Regions from separate parts of the Macaca mulatta genome. Here region 2 is linked to region 1. A link is a contact called in public Hi-C data. All regions are on one chromosome and are shown on one strand. The core of a region is the stretch at or near the end of the contact, and the rest is flanking DNA. Distances in the headings are between cores, read along the strand shown. Region 1 holds the start of MPZL1 (myelin protein zero like 1). Region 2 holds the start of DCAF6 (DDB1 and CUL4 associated factor 6).

Region 1 (3,490 bases), core at 492-2,991:
TGGGATTTATCCAAAAGCAAACAGGTTTTCCAGCTGAAGAGAACACTGAGTAAAAACAGAGATGAGAATTCTCAAGGCTAAATAGGTGGGGCTTTGAATACTACAATAAAAAATATCGGCAAGAAACCGAGATTTCAACATTACAGAAAAGTGCGAAAGAGAACGAATGAAACATCCAGGACCCAGTAACGGAGAGAGTCTGGAATCTGCCACAGTGACATTGTCCCACACTCAGAGCCATTTATTAGCCATGAATAGAAATAAAATTACAGTTTTCGAAATAACAGGTCGATATTATACTGATAGTGACAACTACTTTGCTTTCTTCTGTGTTACTGATTTTTAAAGAGCAAAACAGAAAAGAAAGAAAATTGAAAACGCATCATCTCTAGAAAGCAAACACAACCGAAAGATCGAATCCTAACATGCGAACAACCACATGAGGGCGCCTGACTAAATAGCTATGCATTCCTCAGCGATGACGGCAAACCAGAAGCATGTCGGCTCGTTGGTCTAGGGGTATGATTCTCGCTTAGGGTGCGAGAGGTCCCGGGTTCAAATCCCGGACGAGCCCTCTTTTACGTAATAAACACAGGTTGACCAGAGTAAAACACAAAATTGAGACTTTTAGAAACTTGGAGCACACTCCACGTTGGAATACCATTAAAAGGCCTCATTTTGAAAATGCAAAAAGTTTGCTAGTAATGTAGTATTGTACTATGAAAACGTTGTTCCTACCTGTCTATTCCTGGATGCAGCGCATGTACAGAGACATCGGGAGATCTGCTCTTGGTTGCCTATGGCGTGGTTTAAACTCATCCACGACAGTGCCCAGCACCGGGGGGGTATCTCCCGAGCGCCCCTTTCCTCGGAAATGCTCATTCCCGAACCCCGGGACCTGCTAATCCATGACGCCCCCTGCTCGTTTGGAGGAGTTAAAGGCGTGCACAGGATTCCGCACTAGGCGTCTGTTTTTCAAGTGTGTGTTTTACATGGTACAAAGCAATTTGAATGCGTTGCCCTTGGGCGTACAGTAACCATATGTTGTATTAATTGAGCTCACATGGTCCTTCGCTTCAAAACACAAAGGGGATCAACATTTGAGCTCATGGGACCAGTATGCTTTCATTTAAGTTTCTGAATGGAATATGGGGGACAGGGGGGAAAAATCTGTTTTTAAATTTTGGGTGTAGGTGGGTGGGGTAAAAGCCTGGGCTCGTCCGGGATTTGAACCCGGGACCTCTCGCACCCGAAGCGAGAATCATACCCCTAGACCAACGAGCCGCTCTCGGCAAGGGCGCTCTCAGCGCTTCCCTTCAGCCTTGTTCCGCCTCTCGCCTCACGTTCCGAACAACCACAACCTGCGACCCTTCTGCTGCGTGTCCTCTGATTCCCTAAGCCTCTGGTCCGGAGCGCTTACCGCCCAGCCGCGTGGAGGAGCAGGGAGGGACAGGCTTTTGCCTGGTCCGGCCGTTCCAACCCCCCATCGCCGGCAGGGCCTCCACGTTCTCACGCGCTCCCGGAAGCCGCCTTCCGGAGCCCGGGCTGGCCCCGGCGGTTCTACTCGCAGTGTTGGCGGGCGCCGGGAGTACCGGCCGAGGAAAGTGCGCAGGGGGCAGGGCGCCTCAGTACGCAGCCCGGTGCCAGGTCGCCCGTCCAGGTGAGAGGGCAAAACACCACAAGGACCTGGAAGAACGCCCTGACCAGGCTACAGAGCGATGGATTCCTTTTACGCTGAACTGAAAGTAGCCTAAGAATGCAGGAGTGTTTTCGAAATAAGGGACCTCTGCACTTGGCCACGCCCCGCCCAGCGCGTCAGTGCACGCAGAGCTGGGCCTGCTCGCTCCGCGACTGGGTCGGTGAATGAGGATGGGGAACTCGGGCGAGGGAAGGGAATACCCGAATCCTGGCTAAGAAAGGGGTGGTGGGAGACTAAAGAGTGAATATTAAGTTAACTCCCCGAACCTTCATTTGGGGGTAATGCACTCTTTTAAGCCCTTTGCTTGTATTGAACTCACCTGATATTCGTAATAATCACCTAGGTGCCATTGTATCTCCATTTGCAGATGAGGAAACTGAGGCTCAGAGATGTTAAGTCGCTCACATACGTCCACAGGGCTAGGAGCTGGCGGTGGCGCTGGTCTAGGAACTCCCGAGGTCCTGGAGGGTGGGAGAACTGGGGGCTGGGGCGTATAAAAGGGACTGGAGAGTGGGGGAGAAGATTGGTACCTTGGTAGGTTGGAGGAGAGAGGGCAGTGGCAGTGGGCCCGGTCTCCTCCCTCCCATCCAGCAGAAAATCTGAGCCTGCCCTACGGCCCTTCCGCCCAGAGGAGCTGGAGTCCGAGTGCCGGGTCTCCCGCGGGTGTGGTTTCCCGGCCTGGGGGTCTAGCTCGTCTTGCCTGCTTTCGGACTGCTCTCACCGCTTCCCCCCGCCCCACGACTCCCGCCCGCCACCCTGCACTCCGGCTCCTTGCAGTTTGTGGCCAAGTTGCAGAGGTCCCTTATTTCTAAAACACTCTTGCATTCTTAGGCTACTTTCAGTTTAGCGTAAAAGGAACCCATTGCTCTGTAGCTTGGGCAGACCGTTCTTCTAGGTCCTGGTGGTGCTTTTGCCCTCTCACCTGCTAACCGAGAGCTTCCCACGTGCACCCGCTTCTCTGCTCTTTTCTCTCTCTCCCTCCCTTCCTTTTAATGTCAGTGAGCTTTTGGGACGACACTTAGCCATAGGAGGTCAGGACCAGGGTTCATGCCCGTAGGGAGCGTAACAGGGGAAATGCAGCGAAGACACCTCAGAACAGACAGCGAGCACTGAAAAACCTTTCTTTAGCCCACTCTGGCGCTGTAGAGAGCAAAGCCCTGTCGCTGGCTGGTACAGGGCCCAGGTCTAAGGTGGGCAGCCCTGGCTACGCCTTCTATTTGTTTGGAAGTGCGTAAAACTATTGACACCCTCTGCTTGTCTGAGACCACTTTTCTTCCTCCCACTGACCTAAGGTGTGAGAACTGGATATTGCTTTTTTTCTTTTCTTTCTTTCTTTCTTTTTTTTTTTTTTTTTTTTTGAGACGGAGTTTCGCTCTTGTTGCCTAGGCTGGAGTGCAATGGTGCGATCTCAGCTCACCGCAACCTCTGTCTCCCAAGTTCAAGGGATTCTCCCCGCTCAGCCTCCCGAGTAGCTGGAATTACAGGCATGGGCTACCACGCCTGGCTAATTTTGTATTTTTAGTAGAGACAGAGTTTCTCCATGTTGGTCAGGCTGGTCGCGAACTCCCGACCTCACGTGGTCGGCCTTTCTCGGCCTCCCAAAGTGTTGGGTTGAGCCACCGCGCCCGACTGGATATTGCTTTTAACACAGTTTGGTAGGTTGAGGGTGGTCAAGGGTGGGGAAGGTTGGGGAGAGAGTTTTCATTAGGGCAAGTCCTGAGCAGCTAAAGTGTCACCCTCTTTCCCTTTGAGAGTGTGCGTGCCTTCGCTGGGGCTCTCTCTGCCTTGCCT
Region 2 (3,490 bases), core at 694-3,193, 210 kb before region 1:
TTTCTAAGGGTGGCGAAGTGAAATTGAATGGGAGGGATCAAAGGGATTTTTGCTTCATTTTTATTGAGCTTCTACAAACAAAATGTATTCGTATTTTACTTGAGACACTAAAAAGCAAGAATTAAATTGCATGCTAACTTTTCTTAAATAATTTACAAACCAGAACTGTTGGCTGTAATGAGATTTCATTTTCTTCTCTTTACTTGAAATCAAAAACAAATGACAGCAACAAACACTTTTTACCTAGCAAATGGCAAAACTGTAAAGAAAAATTTTGTTTGATGTTGTTTGCCATATCTCCAAATAGAAAGAGTAATGAAGAGTATACAGGAAGAAACAAAAAAGACCTTTACTAAGTACGTCCATTTTTACGAAACCAAACTTTTTAGTTGACTCGGGCGTGACCCAGAATCCTCAAAAAAAAAAAAAATGTTATGCAAAACGAAAAAAGTGGAATACTGTTCCCTCAAGTATTGAAGGTTGTTTTTAGAAAGCTTAACTAAGAAACTGTAAATGCCAAGTGTGTTTTCCAGGGGTGGGAAAAGGAACGTGAAACCTTACACCACCTTTAAGCGGTCAAAACGAACTGAAGAACAGAGTGGAACTGGGAGAGCGCGCGGGGGTGGGGAGAGCTCAGCTATCACTTTTAGGTTTTGGCTCAGCGCCGCAAGAACAGTTTACACGGATTCTGTCTGGAGCGTGAAGTCCCTGAGGGTGGTCAACGCGTCGCAGCCGACACCTAAACCCTCTTGAGATCGAAGACGAGGGTGGGCAACAACTTAGGTTCTCCGGCTCAGCGGGGAGAGCGCGCTGGAAAAGAGCAAAAGAGCTAACTTTTGCTCTAAACGCGGCAGCTCCTGGAGGTTCCGCAAGTCCCCCGAGTCCCAACCTATTAGCGACCCCAACACCCTTACAAGCCAGTACCTTCTGCCCTCGGCCCGGCCCTCCGAGGAAAACCCAGCAAGGGCGGCGGCTGGCAGCAAGCATAGGGGGCTTGACTGGGGGAGGCACCGCCACGGGATTCGGCGACCGAGGCCCCACCCAACACCCCAGAGTCTCGGGGCACCCTCGCCGAGACGCTGTCCCACCTCCAACAACCCCGGCAGTGCGCCCCCTCCCCCACTCTGGGCGGCGACCTCAGCGCCTCCGCCCCGGGGCCCCCGCTCACCCAGGTAGCGGCTCCGCAGCCGGGACGGGTCCTCCAGCCCAAGGGACCTTTTCCTCACGTCCCACAACAGGTGTGGGCAGGAGCCACCCCGAGACATGGCTCTGCCTGAGCCGGGTGGGAGGGGAGACCACCGCGTGGGGGAGGGGAAGAGGGGGAGGGGACACCGGATCAACACCCGAGCCGCACCGGCACCATCCGCGCGCCGGGCCTCCAGGGCGCAGCGTTAGATGGCGGTGGCAGCAGCGGCGCCTGGGCCCCCGAAGCCCGGCCGCACCCGGGCCGGAGCTCGCCTCATACTCTCCTTCTTAGACTAACCAGAACATCCAAAGATCAGCAACAGTCTCCTCCCTCGGCCCCCCTCCAACAGGAGGAGGCGGAGGCGGAGGCGATGGCGACTCCTCCCTCTCCTCGTCCTGGATACCCTCCCCGCCAACCCTTTCTCGCGAGATGACGACCACCTCGGGGACTGAGGCTGGTGTGTGCCGCGGCTGCCCTCACCGTGGAAAAATGCATTCGGGCCACTCTAACCAGATTCTTAAGTCGCTAGGGATAAAAGAGGAGTAGAGAGAGAAGCGACTCAATTCTGTAGTCTCTCGCTCACGAGTCTCCAGTCAAAAGAAGCAAAAGAATAGTGCAGCATCATCTTTAGGCACTGAAGGCCCGAAAAGCCCATTTTAACTACGGGCCTGCTTAGTCAAAGTTAAGGGGCAGTAGAGCCGGCGCAGCTTCACTTTCCCTTCTCCAACATGGCCTCGAGGGCAGCGGGGAGAAAGAGGAGGTTCCGCTGCACCCCGCCCGCGCCTCGGGGCGGGCCAATCATGGCGGGCAGCTCAGTCTGCGCAAGCGCGCTGCCAGGAGGGCGCTGGGCGGACTCGGTGAGGTGATTATTTTGGCACCTGTTGCCGAGGCTCCTCCTCCCTCTCTCCTGCCGGGGCGGAGGCGGACCAGGGGCGGGCCGTTGGCAGCCTCCGCCCCCTCAACCTTCGCGGGGTGCGGGCGGCAGCTTTTTGGTTCACAGCCGGGCAGCGAGAACCGCGGGAAGGGCTCTCCAGGCGAGAGACGGACGCCAGGCGTCGTGGCAAGGAAAAGTGACTAGCTCCCCTTCGTTGTCAGCCAGGGACGAGAACAGAGCCACGCTCCCACCCGGCTGCTCACGATCCCTCGGCGGCGATGTCGGCCGCCGGTGCCCGAGGCCTGCGGGCCACCTACCACCGGCTCCTCGATAAAGTGGAGCTGATGCTGCCCGAGAAATTGAGGCCGTTGTACAACCATCCAGCAGGTAATGGACCCTGAATGGCTCGTTATCGAGACCTTCCTTCCCCCTTCCTCTAAAATGGACCTTTTAGAGGCCCTCTGACAACTGCCACTAGAGGCATCCCACAGCCCCAACTCCTTCCTTCCCCTCAGGTGAAGCCGTTTACTCTCCTAGCCTCTGCATTTCACCCTCTCTCCTGCAACATCTCTTCCTAAGCCAACGTATCTCAAGTCAGCGCCCTTCCCCACCTATGTGACATCCGCTCCCTTACGCACGACTCCAACCCAAACCTGACCTCCAAATTTGAGCCTTCTCAGCTTCTGCGGCCACGAAAGTGTCTGCAGCCACCATGAAACACTCATTCTCTTTCTCTTTTCGAATTGTGGCATATTAACCCACGCTAGGCAGAGCTGGGTGGGTGGCTTGTCGCACTGTAGGGTTTGGAGTAAAGGTCACACTTTCTTCAGCTACTGCTGGCAGAGGCCTGCAGACTGAGCCCTCCCCCAAACTGCATGCTTTACTTCATCCAGGGTTGTCAGTGTCATTTCTCATCCCATAGGTCCAGTGTGTTTCTTTAAGTCTGTCCTTATTTATGAAATTGTTGAACAAGCTCTACCCAGAGTTTTTTGTGTGGACAGACCTGGATTTCATTCTCTTCTACCACTTATTATAGTTGTGACCTTGAGCAAAAGCCTAGATCTCTGTTGTGTAATATGCGGTCTGCGAGAATGACAGATAACATATGTGCTTGACTCTTTGTAAATGCTCAGTAAATGTTACATCTCTCTTGGCCTACTGGAAAACTTGTGTTCTTGTGGTTAAAAAAAAAAAAAAAACTCTATAAGAAACAAACATTCCAATGCCTTAAGATCTAGAATTCTGTTACCTCTTCTCTAAAGTGAGTTGTAATAATACTTATTTGGCTAGAGGCTAACATCAGATATATTCTGAGGTCTCTTTCAAGCCTAAGACTTGGCAAACTAGAAAATGTGTTGTAAATTGAAAGACTGAAGTGCTACCCGAAAAGTGGCTTTTTTTCTCCTACATAGTTAAAATCTGTATTCTGC

What was found. Hi-C and Micro-C count contacts between places; a contact is called where the count stands out from the background.
Region 2: a contact with region 1 is called in a Hi-C map of fetal cortex germinal zone, with 2.9 times the contacts expected there. The contact joins the promoter of DCAF6 here to the promoter of MPZL1 in region 1. A contact is called at or near these places in 5 of 14 Hi-C or Micro-C datasets (blood, cortical neurons, fetal cortex germinal zone and 2 more).

The regions. Positions count from the first base shown.
Region 1 is chr1:25,256,071-25,259,560 of T2T-MMU8v2.0, reverse strand. MPZL1 (myelin protein zero like 1) reads right to left here and starts at 1,741. Exons shown (of 9, transcript XR_013416190.1): 1 at 1,421-1,741. It overlaps TRNAP-CGG (transfer RNA proline (anticodon CGG)), which reads right to left and starts at 1,284; the gene lies at 1,213-1,284. It overlaps TRNAP-AGG (transfer RNA proline (anticodon AGG)), which reads left to right and starts at 503; the gene lies at 503-574.
Region 2 is chr1:25,467,029-25,470,518 of T2T-MMU8v2.0, reverse strand. DCAF6 (DDB1 and CUL4 associated factor 6) reads right to left here and starts at 1,943. Exons shown (of 21, transcript XM_077999227.1): 1 at 1,667-1,943. It overlaps MPC2 (mitochondrial pyruvate carrier 2), which reads left to right and starts at 2,183. Exons shown (of 5, transcript XM_015125250.3): 1 at 2,183-2,447. The coding sequence starts at 2,339.